Linked DNA regions of Sus scrofa: all the other regions are linked to region 2. The links are chromatin contacts, called in public HiChIP or PLAC-seq maps. All regions are on one chromosome and are shown on one strand. The core of a region is the stretch at or near the end of the contact, and the rest is flanking DNA. Distances in the headings are between cores, read along the strand shown.

Region 1 (4,203 bases), core at 141-2,640, 330 kb before region 2:
GCATTCAACACGTGTTTTAACAGTTAATGCGTTAAAACTTTTATGTTAGGGGATTTTGCCACTTAAAAATTGATCCCTGGTCCCATCCCAGGCCTATTAAATCAGAATCTCTGAGGCCAGGCCGGGACATCTGTATTTTAATGGGGGTGGAGTGGGGTGGAAGACATGGCTAAATTTTAATTTCAATTATGGGAAGTTTTTGTGTGTTTGTAATTAAAAATTTTTTTTTTAATTTATTTTTTTCTTTTTAGGGCCGCACCTGCAGCATGTGGAAGTTCCAGGCTAGGGGTCGAATTGGAGCTGTAGCTGCCGGCCTATGCCACAGTTGCTGCAAGACCAGATGGAGCTGCATCTGCAACCTCCACCACAGCTCATGGCAATGCTGGATCCTTAACCCACTGAGCGAGGCCAAGAACTGAACCTGCATCCTTATGGATACTAGTTGGATTCTTAACCTGCTGAGCCACAATGGGAACGCCTGTGATTTTTAAAATTAAGTAAAAGCAAAAATAAATAAGTAAATCTAAATGGGAAAAATGCACAAGAAAAAAAGTGAGTGAGTTAGCTAGCTAGTTAGTTGTTGAGGTCAATTGTGAGCCAGACAGAACTGAAGCCAGTGCTAGGCTTCTTCTGGTTTTGACCCCTTCTTTGTATGTGTCTAGTTTTGGCATCAGCCGCTCCACTTCTCAAGAGGGGAACTCATTTGCTAAGGAGCGAACACCACTGAGGGCTGGCGAGGAGGGCCCAGAGGAGCCAAGCTTTGGGGGTTCTGGGGAAAGCCTGGACCTCAGAGCAGAGGTGTGGCCCTCAACTCCCCGACCAGGCTGAGGGGTCTCCCACCCAGGGACCAGCCGACACTGTATTTCCCAGTATCTTTGCGCTAAATCTTGGTTATTCCAGTCTTTGTCTGTGGAGAGTTTCTGAACTTGTCTGAGTCACACTTCCTGGGTGTCTCAAGTTTAACTGAGACTGTTAGCAAACAGACACTCTGAAATTCACTGCGGGCTGTCGGAACAGCCAGGACTGCTGTGAAATGTGAGCCCTCGACCGCTTTCCAGCAGCAGATAAGTATCCCACGGTGGTTCTTCGGACCTTTGTCTCCCACCAGGGTGGGTCTGTCGATCTGGTTTCTCCCTGTGATTATAATGAAGGGCAGTTTCAAAAGGCTCTGATGGGCTGTCAAGTTCTCACCGAAACTAATTTAAACTCTTCACTGCTTCTGTGTAGCGTAATTACTGTGCTGGATATATTTTCCATTTTCCCCTCCAGATCCGCTTTCCACCCTGCTCTCCGGCTGAGAGGCTGATCTCAGTGGATTGCCTTAACTAGGTCCCCTCGTCCTCTGGCTCCCCGTTGAGTTCAGCCAATGAGAGGCCCTGGCGGGAGTCCAGAGGGCGGGAGGAGAGAGCGGCTGGGCTAATTATTCCCCTGTTCCCTCTCTGCTGGGCAGTGGTGTGGCCTTGGCAGCTTTCCCCTACTGAAGGTCACAGGCCAGTGGTCACCCTCTTCTATAGCTACAGCCCTCTTTGTGTGTGTGTGTGTGTGTGTGTATTATTCAGTGAATTTTATTACATTTATAGTTGTACAACGATCATCACAACCCAATTTTATAGCGTTTCTATCCCAACCCCCAGCACATCCCCTGAACCCCCAACCTGTCTCATTTGGAAGCTGTAAGTTTTTCAAAGTCTGTGAGCCAGTATCTGTTCTGCAAAGAAGTGCATTGTGTCTTTTTTTAGATTCCACATGTAAGTGATAGCATTTGATGTTGGTGTCTCACTGTCTGACTGACTTCACTTAGCGTGATAATTTCTAGGTCCATCCATGTTGCTGCAAATGCCATTATTTCTTTCCTTTTAATGGCTGAGTAATATTCCATTGTGTATATGTACCACATCTTCTTGATCCACTCCTCTGCTGATGGACATTTAAGTTGTTTCCATGTCTTGGCTACTCTTTAGAGAGCTGCAATGAACATAGGTTTATGTGTATCTTTTCGAGTCATGATTTTCTCTTGATAGATGCCCAGAAGTGGGGCTATAGCCCTCTTGATGCTGGTAACTGCCCTTCCCCTTGTCACTCCAGGCCTCAAAGTGGTCAGTTACGGGTTCCAGGATGCTTAGTCATCTGGACTGGTTCCTTGGTGGTTTTCTGCTGTGCCCACATTTTGGCACTTCATTCAGTTCTCATCACTCACCCCTTCTGTGCGTGCTGCCATCTCTTTCCTGCCTGGACCTGGCTGGCACAATTATTTATATTCACAGTTCTTTTTACAGTGTGCTCATAGCCCATTCTCTTTGCTGGTAGGATGCGTTGAGGCCAAGGGTATGACCCCTGTGTGAGCCAGTCAGCTGTGCTTGGCGATGGATTTTAGCATGGCCCTGGTACGCTTCGCTTTCTCCCTTGCGTCTGAGAGGTTGGGCATCTCTGGGGCTGTATATGGCAATTCGCATTTACTGAGGGTCTTCTCTGCTCAGGCACTGCCTTAGATGATGGACTCGGGTCTTTTCCTACATCCAGTTCTGCAAGGTAGGAATGATCACCTCCCACTTCCTGCAGATGAGAGAACTGAGATCCAGAGCAGTTGTGTAGTTTCCACAAGGTCACACGCCACTTTGGCGATAGGAAGAGGATTTAGGTTCACATGTTGGTCAAGGCTGGTGTGGTTTTCTTTTGGTGAGGTGGGCTGCTTCAGGCTATGAGTGTGCCAAGGTTTTAGTACAGCTGGAAACATTTGCCATTAGCAAGTCAATTCTACAAGTACCACTGGTAAGTTAAAAGTATACAGTGGCAGCAGCAGCTTTGCAGGGGCGGGGGGGTAGGGGGGGAAGGTGGAAATGCTTGTCTGGTAAAGACCCCCATTGGCTTTCCCCTGGGCTGTATAGAGGTTGTGATGCCTGCGGGCCATTAGCATGGGATTTGGTAACCGGCCTGGACTTGTCTGTCCTCGGGAAGTCCCGCAGGCTCCACTGCCAGTCTTTGAAAGGACCGTGTAGAACCTGCCTGCATCTGGCTGGCACCTTGACCTCAGGCGCTCAGAGGGCCTGCTTCCTTTCAATTGTTCGCATTTCTCATCTCAGATCTCAGGGCCTGGGGATTATGACTGAGTGATTTGAGTCCCTCAGGCCTCAAAATACTGAATTGTTTTCTCAGGAAATTCGCTTTTTTCTTCTTTTTGCTCCCCCTCCCTCCCCTCAACTTCCTGATGCCCAGTCTCTTCGAGGCTGGGGTGGCTAGTACATCACATGGAATGGGTGCACTCTTCAAATCGCCACTCTTCTCTCCATATATCTATTTCTGTCCAGCAGCCTTAGAATTTTTATAAGGTAGCTACAGGATTTAACCAGACTCATGGGCATGATTTTGACTCGCTGTGGTTTTTGCAAAAAAAATGGTCTGGCTGCAGGTGAATGATCTGAAAGCCAAAGTGACTCCTCTGAAGAGTGACATTTTAGTTGCTAACAATGATTTTATAATTTTTAAATTATGTGCTTTATAGTCATGGTTATTAATCATTTTTTTCTAATTGCCTTATGAGGGAGGTCAGTCCTGAATTATAATGGTAATGATGGGCTATTTTCATTTGATAAATATTTATTGATGGTCCTTTCCTGCTTATTATGTGCAAGGCACCTTCTAGATCAGCACCACCGCAGAGATTACGGGGTGAGCCGTCAATGCAAAAGCCTATATGGAATGCGAAAATTTCTAGGAGCCACATAAAAGAAGTAAAAGAAACTGGTGAAATTAATTTTAATAGTATATTTTATTTGACGTGATATGTTTTAAATATTATCATTTCAACATAGAATTATGTAAATTAATACATTTTATATAATTATTATAAAATTATTTGATATTTTACCTTTTTTTTAGTGAGTCTTTGCTTTCTATTTTTTTTTTTTTTTGCTTTTTAGGGGTGCACCCTTGGCACATGGAAGTTCCCAGGCTAGGGGTTGAGTCAGAGCTACACTGCCAGCCTGTACCACAACCATAGCAATTCAGGATCCAAGCCACATCTGTGACCCACACCACAGCTCACTAACAATGTTGGATGCCCGACCCACTGAGCGAGGCCAGGGATTGAACCCACATGCTCAAGTATGCTAGTTGGATTTGTTTCCACTGTGCTACAATGGGGACTCCTAGCGAGCCTTGGAGATGCAGCCTGTAACCCTTAAACAGAACATCCTGACCGGAAGT
Region 2 (4,367 bases), core at 632-3,131:
ATTGAGGCCAGGAATCAAACCAGCAACCTCTTGGTTCCTAGTTGGATTCATTTCCTCTGTGCCACGACAGGAACTGCCTGTTTTTTTCTTGAGCAAACTTTAAAATCTGTAGAAACTGTAGTGGTGTCACCTCTCTCATTCCTAATATTGGTGATTTTGGTATTTATTCTCTTTGTCTTGATCATTCTAGATAGCAATATATCAATTTTATTGATCTCAAAGAATCAGTTTTCATTCATTTTCTGTATTGCTTTCATGTTTTCTATTTTATCAATTACTGCTTTGCTCTTTATTATTTCTTTTCCTTTGCTTGCTTTGGGTTTTTCCTCTTCTTTTTCTAGTTCCTTAAGGTAGAGGCTGAAATGATTGATATTGGGACTTTGTTTTCTACTTTAGGAATTTTAGTGCTATAAATTTCCCTCTATGTACTGATTTAGCTGCATTTCATAGACTTCAATGAGTAATGCTTTTATTTTCATTTATTTCAAAATACTGCCCAATTCCTCTTTTGATTTCTTCTTTAACCACATGTCATTTAGAAGTGTGTTGATATAGTTTCCAAACATTTGAGTATTTTCCAGGTATCTTCCTTATATTGATTTCTAATTTAATTTCACTCTGATCAAAGAACTCACATTCTGTGAGTTAAATCATGTTTTATTGAGACTTATTTTATGGCCCAGTAAATGATCTATCTTAAATGTTCTGTGTGCACGTAAAAAAAAAAAAAAAAAAAAAAAAAAGGTGTATTATGCTCTTTTGACATGGAAGCTTCTATAAATGTCAGTCTGGTTGTTCAGGTCTTCTATGTCTTTGCTAATTTTCTGTTTGCTCATTCTGTCAATTAGGAAAGACAAGTTGAGATCTCAGACCATAAGTGTGGATTTATTGATTTCTCCTTATAAGTTATATCATATTCCTTATATCACTGCTCCTCTAGTCAGAGAGGAGTCCTCCTCCCTCAGAGCTACTGCTATTAGTGAAATAGGCTTGCCTGTGGCCAGAACTGGAAGAGAAAGGAAAAAGAGAAAAGATCCAGGAGATTTCCCTACATTTTCATCATTCCTGTGTGGATCCCCCCTCCCCCTCCACTGCCCAATTTGTATTCTCTAATTAGAAAGAGAAGACTTGGATCTTTTTGTTTGTTCCTTATGTGCCATTCTAGGATTTGGATTTTCTTTGGGTTCAGGCTGGGGGTTTGGGGACATAAACAGCAGGAAATGAATGCACCACTGAATTGGTTGTCCTTCAAGTTTTGGTTTCCTTCCACAATTTGCCTGCTACTATTTAGTTTTCAGAGATCTCAGATTGCTACTCCATCATTCTTTCCAGGGTATTCAGTTATATTTAGGGGTTTTAGTTTCATTCAGTAAAAGTAGAGTGTACATTCTCCATTTTACCCAGAACCAGAACCAGAGCCCTTCCGTTTTATTATATTTTGTGTTCAGGGGGTAATATTCAAAATAATTAATAATGAATATGCCATAAATATCAACCAGTAAGAACAGATGCCAATCTGTTCAGAATAAACATTAACATTAAACAACTGATATGTCAGTAGAGGTACATAATGCCTAATAATCACCCTGCCTGATTGTGGATCGAGTTTCTATTTAATGTCTCTTCTCCAATAATAATAGCAGACATGTAAGGTTAAGGTGTCTGGTGAGATGTTTTATCCTTCGGGGTCTCCTGTGTGTTAACTAACTGGGTTGGCCTTTGATCTCTCTCTCAAATACAGTGGATTCTGACTCAGACATCTCCACACTCATTGCTCCAAGTTCAGGGGCAGAGACCTCTGATGGCATCTGCTTATCCAGTGTAATAGATGGGAGATGGCCTGATGACTTGCGGTGAATCAGATCCCACTCCGCTCATTAAGACCGCTGCCCCTGGGCACTTCCTGCTCCTTGCATCTCTTGCTTCTGTGGTTAAAACTAACCTGGCAACACTCTCTCTCATCTTTCACAGTTATCCTCCTACACATGCTGTAGGCTATAATTTCCTCATTTTAGTTGCATCTAGTTTCTGTCTTCTGTGGATTTCTTAACATTTCTCTTCTATTATCGGCTTTGTGTTTTGTTTTGTAATGCTTCAAAAATTTGTTCTTTTTAAGGTAACATTTTTCTGTCATTTCCATACCACCTATATAATTGCCATTTAGTCTGAACTACCATCATTTCTGTGTCCTACCTTATTTCCATTCTTGCCAACATATAGTCTGTTGTTTGATACTATAGTTAAATCAAATCATGTATTTCCCCAAACTTGAAAAAAAAAAAAAAACTTCTCCAGTGGCTTCCTATCATGTTCAGAATAAACTCCAGAGTCTTTGTCAGTCCCTATGTGACCACCCCCCCAAGTTACCCTTTTCCTCACACTTTATGTCCTTCCACTCTCTCCCTTATCCACTTTGTTTCATCTGTATTGGCCTTTTTACCTAAACATGGTAAGAGCATTTTCTTTGCAGGACCTGTACATTTGTTCTTTGTGACTAAGGTCGGTAGATTTCTGCTTCGTTCAGAGACTCTCTGACCTCCTAAATACCTAGCCATAATATTCACAATAACTACTTCTACCTGTGTTTATTTACTTGTTCATTGTTGTCGCAACTACTAGGAAATTTGTTTCATTTGAGCAGAGACTATCTTATTCACCACTCTAGCCTTAGAACACTTAATATAAAAATTTGTCAGTATTTGTTGAATGAAAGTTCGAATGAGGATCTAGCACTTAGTGTGCATGGAAATGTGTGTGTGTGTGCCCAGGCCACTTATTGATCCAGTAGTCACTTCTGTTACTTATGTAACTGAAAAAATAAAGCAGCAGTGTGAGAAATTTGGATGTATGTATTTTGTCAGACTATGAAGTGGTTATTGATTTGTGAAATAGGGCTCTCGAAATATGACTGTAAAACTGATTGGCCAGTTATATATGTATATAGCTTTCTAAGGTTGGGTTCTTATTTTCTGCTTTCCAATATAGCATACTGTATTTTACTGGATTGTATTATTTACTATACTTGTTCTTATTTGTTGGATCTTGATTTTTCTTAACAGTCTAAGAGCTTATCAACAGTAGAATCTTAGCATCTAGCACAGTGCCAGTGTCTTGCATTTAGGCCATTCAAGTTGATGAAAGAAGCTTATCAATTCTAGGAATTCTGGTTCTGTATTTTAGGCAGCGTGGGTTACTTCATCAGAATTGAGGTTTTTTTGTTGTTGTTGTTGTACTAGCTCTCTTTTCTGAAGCAAGTTATTTTTCAGTAGAGGTTATATCTAACCAGAACTTCTTTGGTTCTAGGTATTGAATAGGTGCATGGTCAAAGCCCAGTTTTGATTTACTTCTGCGAAGATAGCATTGTGCAAGCATTAGACTCTGATATGTAACATGTGTATTGATATAATAATGCCCAGGATTAGCTCATGTTGGAAGACTGGGAACTTGTACAGTGCTTGGCTTTGTGTGATTCCCATTATTTGTAGTGAGTGTTATTTGATTACCACATGCTGGTATATCTCTAGTAATTATGTACTAAATTTTCAAATTACTATCTCCTGATTCTTTTTCTTTCCTTGCAAATATATAAAATGTAGAAATGAGATGTTCATGCTCTCGAAACATACACAAATTATTCTTTAGTTTGGTGACAAAGATTTCTGTATTAAACCAATAGTATTTTCTTATATAGAATGATAGGGAAAATTATTTCGATATTCAGTGTATCATTTCTTTATATCAGTGTAAGAGTATACCTGGTATAGCAGCATCACTAATGTACAGGATTATTATTTAGTACTTTCTCTTTCCGATAAAAATTATTTAGTTCTCAACATAGATTGCTTTAGGAATAAAGATAAAAATTTAATAATACGTATGTGCAAGGCTCTGCGCTAGGTGCTTTCACATAATCCTCATTTAATTCTCAGAATAATGCTATGAAATAGGTATTGTTTTCAGTAGGAAAATACCTCAGGCTTTATAGTAATCTGCACCAAAAGTTTCAAATCCGCCTTGCCGGTAGCATGTATTTAGAACCTTTCCATTCTGATATATAAAACACAAATGTTTGTTGTCCTGTGTTTCTTCTGAAATTTAACTTCTTCGGATTATTCTTTGTGTAACAGTAATTTTTCCAAAAAAATTAAACTTGAAATTGCCCCTCTAGCCAACAGTGTCTTCTTATCCTGGGGTGCTAGGTATATGTCAGAATGTGCTTATGTATTTCAGTTACACTTTGTATTATTTAATGTAAATTATAATAATTTTATTAAGTAAAACATTACTTTTTACCAAACACGTAGACATGTAAAAAGGGTATGTTAGGGCTTCTTCCTTGTGTGCTCCTCTTAAAATAACCAATATTA
Region 3 (4,440 bases), core at 241-2,740, 280 kb before region 2:
GCATTTCAACAGGTCCAATGACTGAACTCTTTCCTCTGCCAGAGTGGAATTATCCACTGCTACAGTAAAGAAATGCAGCGTAAAGACAGACAATATTATCTTTAAGGTAGGCCTGATGTCTTCTTCTTCCTGCCTGGGTTGGGAAAGGAAAGATTTCTTCTGCCTCAGTTCCCCTCTGTTAGGAAATCCATCTCCTTCCTTGATGTAGGAGGACGTGCCAGAATCTCACGGCCACGGGAAAGCCCAATATTCTGCTAGAGGTTAAGAGCGGAAATGACCCGACATTAACAAAACATTTAACACTTGGACCTGGGAACAGAGAGTCCATTACTCTCTGCTTCACAACTGATTTGCAGGTGAGGCACAGGTGTCTGGGCTCCTCCAGAACAGCCAGTGGTACCTGCAGCAGGTGGAATCCTGGATTTCTAGGAGAGAGGTGTGCTTTCACCCCACCTTGCTCAGAAATGGAGAACACTCCAGAATGGTGGGGTTTTCCCTTTGGGTTTGTTAATTTCAAAAAACGATGCCATATGGATAAGCAAGCTCTTTTAACAAACAGCATTTGTTTTTAATAAATAAGAAAACACCCCCGATACTGTACTAAATAAGTTAAATAAATATCAAATGATAAAATAAACCAAGCTAAAACCTAAAGAGTCAGCCAGAGAGTTTAATGACACTCAACGAGATATGGGCCTCTTTTTGGTATTCCTTTACGATGACTTCAGATTGGAGCTCCTGCTGGGGAGGTGCCCCTGCGTGGAGTGTTGTTTCCCGGGGCAGCAGATGTCTCTGTTACCCTAACCAACTCCTATTAAAGACAAGAGAAGAAAACGCTGATGGGCTGAAAGTGGAGGAGCCCGTGTTAGCAACTGCACGCAGGATCGAGGCAGATTTTGTGGGAAGAACAGAATTCTTGTGGGCTGAGTGTTTTTTGAAAATTCTCTCCAAGAATGCATGCGACTTAAATATTTCTTTACCCAAAGGGGAGGAGGAATAGAATGGTTTGCAATGTTGAAAAAAAAAATGCCCCCCCCCGCCTCTGGTGCCTTATCCCCCCCGCCATGGGGGAGCAGAAGAAACCAGTGGCAAGGGAGGTGCCTCCTAATTTTTATCTTGCTCCAGTCAAGCAATCTTTCCATGTAAATCAAGTGTTAGTCTTCTCGACGTGAACAGCTTTGCTGAGAAGGAACAGGGACAGAGCCAAGCCCGGATTTCCAGTCCTGGAAACAGCAAAAACCTAGCTGTACTTCCCTCCACCCTCAGGGGCTAGTTTTCTTGTTATTTGTAAATGTGAGTGGGTTTTGCTTCGTTTTGGGTTTTTTGATGCTGATGTTTCTGCCGTGAGGGTCCTGAAAGGGGCAGAGGAGTATGAAATCCACAGGCTGGGGAGGGGGGATAGATTTGTAATTCATTGTCACCAGGGGCTCCCCTTACCTTGGAACTTTATTTCCCTTTCGGTTTCAAGTGTCTGAAGCTAGACTGCTATAAATAAGTTTTTGGTCACATGAACATGTGACAAAACTGGCTGAGGGCAGTCTTGTAATGAGAGGCTTCAGGTAACTTCCTGTTTCTTTCCGGCAGAACTGGGGCTTCTTCCTTCACTCCTCCTCTGGTGTCGCTCCCCCTCTGCGCCCCCTCACCCCCCAAGCCCATCCCTCTGACTGCAGCACGCGTAGTTAGGCTACCTTCTGTGCAGAAGCTACCATTGCGGGGGGGTGGGGGTGGGGGCAGAACACAGAATGTGCATATATGCCTGTGGGGGATGACGTGAGTTTTGTGACTCACCGTCGCAATCCGGGTAAACATGACAAACCCCAGCTCTGCCACTTTTCTAGCATCGTGACCTTGGGCAAGCTGACTAACTCCATTGATTCTTGCTTCCCTCATCTCTGAGAGGGAGATGTCCCTGGGCTGCCTGATTGCTGGGAGAGCAAGAGGCATTGTTGATAAGACGCTTAGCAGAGTGAATGGCTCGCAGTGAACATGCAGTAAAAGTGGTCAATAAAACTCATCATTATTACCATCAACTTCACCACTGTCATCATCATCACTGCTGTCACCATCATCATCACTGTCTTCATCATCATCAGCATCCATCAGCAGCATCATCCTCTCCATCATCAGCAGCATCATCCTCTCCATCATCAGCAGCATCATCCTCTCCATCATCACCAGCATCATCCTCTCCATCATCACCAGCATCATCTTCTCCATCATTACCATCCTCAGATCAGGCTTAATCCCACTCCTTAGTTCATTCCTTTTTCTCAAGTCAGCCTTTGCCACATAATGTGATTCTGATCGTGGTCACAGAAGAAGAAAGACTCTTTTTTTTTATCTAGGCCTGAAGTTCATCCTTGTTTTTCTGTCCTGGAAGCAGAGGTCTGCTTTCTATGCCTGCCCGTCCCTCTCCTGGGGCAGCCAGCTGAGGAGACCCTGCTCCCAATCACTCAGGGTCCCTCTGGGAACTGCTTTTTCTTCAGACAGCTTTCTGAACCCACAGGGATGCTCAAACTTTCTTCTTCTGTTCCTTTTATTATCAGCCCCATTCTTCTGGTCGTCATCCAGGCTCCTGGTCCCTCAAGAAGCCATGTCCCACAAGAATGTTTCCCAGCCTCAGGGTTCTGGTCTGAAAAGCACTGTGACTATGACCTAACTCTGCATCTTCAGCTGTGACCTCTGTCAAGGTTATTGTTAGTTGAACTCCGCAAGCATTTTGGGAAGGAAGACTTGCCATTGCCTTCAGTTGCTTCTTTTTTGTTATTCTTATGATCCAACATGCTTACCTCAGAGCTTTGGGTCTTAACTACCACTGGTGACATTATTAAAGTCATTAGTTTTAAGAGATTAAGAAATCAAAGGTGTAAAAACAGTTTGACATGATACTCCCCTCGAGTGAGTTGATTTCTCTCTTCTATGAAGAGCAGAGAAGCACACACACATACATACACACAGACACACAGACACACATATCAGAGGTGGGCAGAGCCCTCCCCATGACTCCTATGGGATGGAAAGTTGCATTATGTCCATTTCCTCAACCCCCTGGGTGGACGGTCCCCAAGCATGTCCGGAAACAGGTTCACATTGTCATATTTGTGGCTTGCCATGTACTTGAAAGAATCAGAATGAATAAGTGACATGAAATGAAAGCCATCAAACACATTTGATAGATGATAGAAAATCATCCTGAAATGCCACGTGTAATCTTTCTTTTAGCTCTCAGTGGACATTAATGGCTAAATTCTACCACAAGTTATATAAACGCATTCGACCAAAAGAAGCGGGAGGGTGGGAGGGGGCGGGGAGCTATGTAGCACAAACGCCCTTGAAGAAATAGAGCCAAATTCTGAGATGGTGTATCATTATGTACTAGTTACCAGATTCTGAAATAGCATGGAATATGCCAGATAGATGTTTATTTCCTCTTGTTTTTTCAAAAGGGTCCCACCCAACCACCAAAAGGAGTGACATCAAAATAACTCGGAGTGGGTTTAACCCTCCTCTCCTGCCGAGAGCAGACAGACCTGTAAAGGCACTGCTAATTTGGTGCATACCAACCCAGAGCGTATTTTAGGATGTTGCGGGAACAGTGTCTACAGGAAGTTTCTAAGGGCTTCAATTTGAGCCAGCTCATTAAAGGAGAGTCCAGCATGGGAAGGCGTATGCGGCAAATGTCTATGATTTGGCAGTCAGATCAGGTGGCTAGGTTTTACACTATTTGTACACCCTGAAATCCCTCATGCATGTTGCTGGGCTGCTAGTGAAAGCTGAGGTTCTGCGAGCAACCAGCCTAGTTCATCGATGGCCCAGGGTTTCAATATCCACCCGGAGCAAAGCCTCCCTTCATAAATTATCTAAATACAGACAAGTCACATATGCACCAGGTTACTGAGGGGTCATTAAAGCCATGCAATTGATTCTTAACCCCCAATTTAATCTCTTCTGGAACAAGGCAAGGGGTAGAGTAGATAATGCAACTTACCACTGTTCCCGTCAAAGTCGTTGCTGTGGGTGGCTCTATACTTAATTTGACAGTACTCAGAACATATTAAAGACGACTGTATTTATTTTTTGCAGAACCTGTGGTGAGTGGTTTTGAAAATGCTCAATGAGAGTGGGTTTGACTTTGAGGATTAGTTGCAAGTCAACTGGATCTATGTCTGATAAACAGAGTTGGTGATCAAGTTTCGTAATGTTGGCTTTCATTAATGACAAGGCATTGGGTTCAACACAGGAGAGTAAGACTCCACCCTTGCCCTTAAGAAGCTGTGGTCCAGTTTGATAGGACATCACACAAGAGATAATTTCAAAAGCAGTGAAAAGAGATATGAAAGGGGTACTTTGGTGTTGCGGTGATGGAAATGTTTTAAACCCAGATGATGGCAGTGACTGCAAATTTGATAAATTTAAACTTGGAACAGGTGAAATTGATAT

Evidence for each region. HiChIP or PLAC-seq counts read pairs in DNA pulled down with a chosen protein or histone mark.
Region 1: a contact with region 2 is called in an H3K27ac HiChIP or PLAC-seq map of alveolar macrophages. The contact joins two enhancer-like sites. A contact is called at or near these places in 3 of 47 Hi-C or Micro-C datasets (embryonic fibroblasts, fetal skeletal muscle and liver) and 1 of 2 datasets of contacts at active chromatin or transcription factors (alveolar macrophages).
Region 3: a contact with region 2 is called in an H3K27ac HiChIP or PLAC-seq map of alveolar macrophages. The contact joins two enhancer-like sites. A contact is called at or near these places in 1 of 47 Hi-C or Micro-C datasets (embryonic fibroblasts) and 1 of 2 datasets of contacts at active chromatin or transcription factors (alveolar macrophages).

Annotation. Positions count from the first base shown.
Region 1 is chr12:16,034,833-16,039,035 of Sscrofa11.1, reverse strand. The region is part of intron 8 of MARCH10 (probable E3 ubiquitin-protein ligase MARCH10); the gene reads right to left. All of the region lies in intron 1 of LOC110256164 (a long non-coding RNA gene), which reads left to right. Among named protein-coding and RNA genes, the nearest start is that of MARCH10, 67 kb to the right of the region's middle. Within about 2 kb of position 1,390, at least 38 of the 83 cell types and tissues checked have an H3K27ac peak or open chromatin away from gene starts, as enhancers often do. A contact at or near this core is called in alveolar macrophages, where this site is marked.
Region 2 is chr12:15,701,380-15,705,746 of Sscrofa11.1, reverse strand. All of the region lies in intron 3 of TANC2 (protein TANC2), which reads left to right. Among named protein-coding and RNA genes, the nearest start is that of TANC2, 110 kb to the left of the region's middle. Within about 2 kb of position 1,881, at least 2 of the 83 cell types and tissues checked have an H3K27ac peak or open chromatin away from gene starts, as enhancers often do. A contact at or near this core is called in alveolar macrophages, where this site is marked.
Region 3 is chr12:15,979,386-15,983,825 of Sscrofa11.1, reverse strand. The region is part of intron 2 of MARCH10 (probable E3 ubiquitin-protein ligase MARCH10); the gene reads right to left. Among named protein-coding and RNA genes, the nearest start is that of MARCH10, 12 kb to the right of the region's middle. Within about 2 kb of position 1,490, at least 25 of the 83 cell types and tissues checked have an H3K27ac peak or open chromatin away from gene starts, as enhancers often do. A contact at or near this core is called in alveolar macrophages, where this site is marked.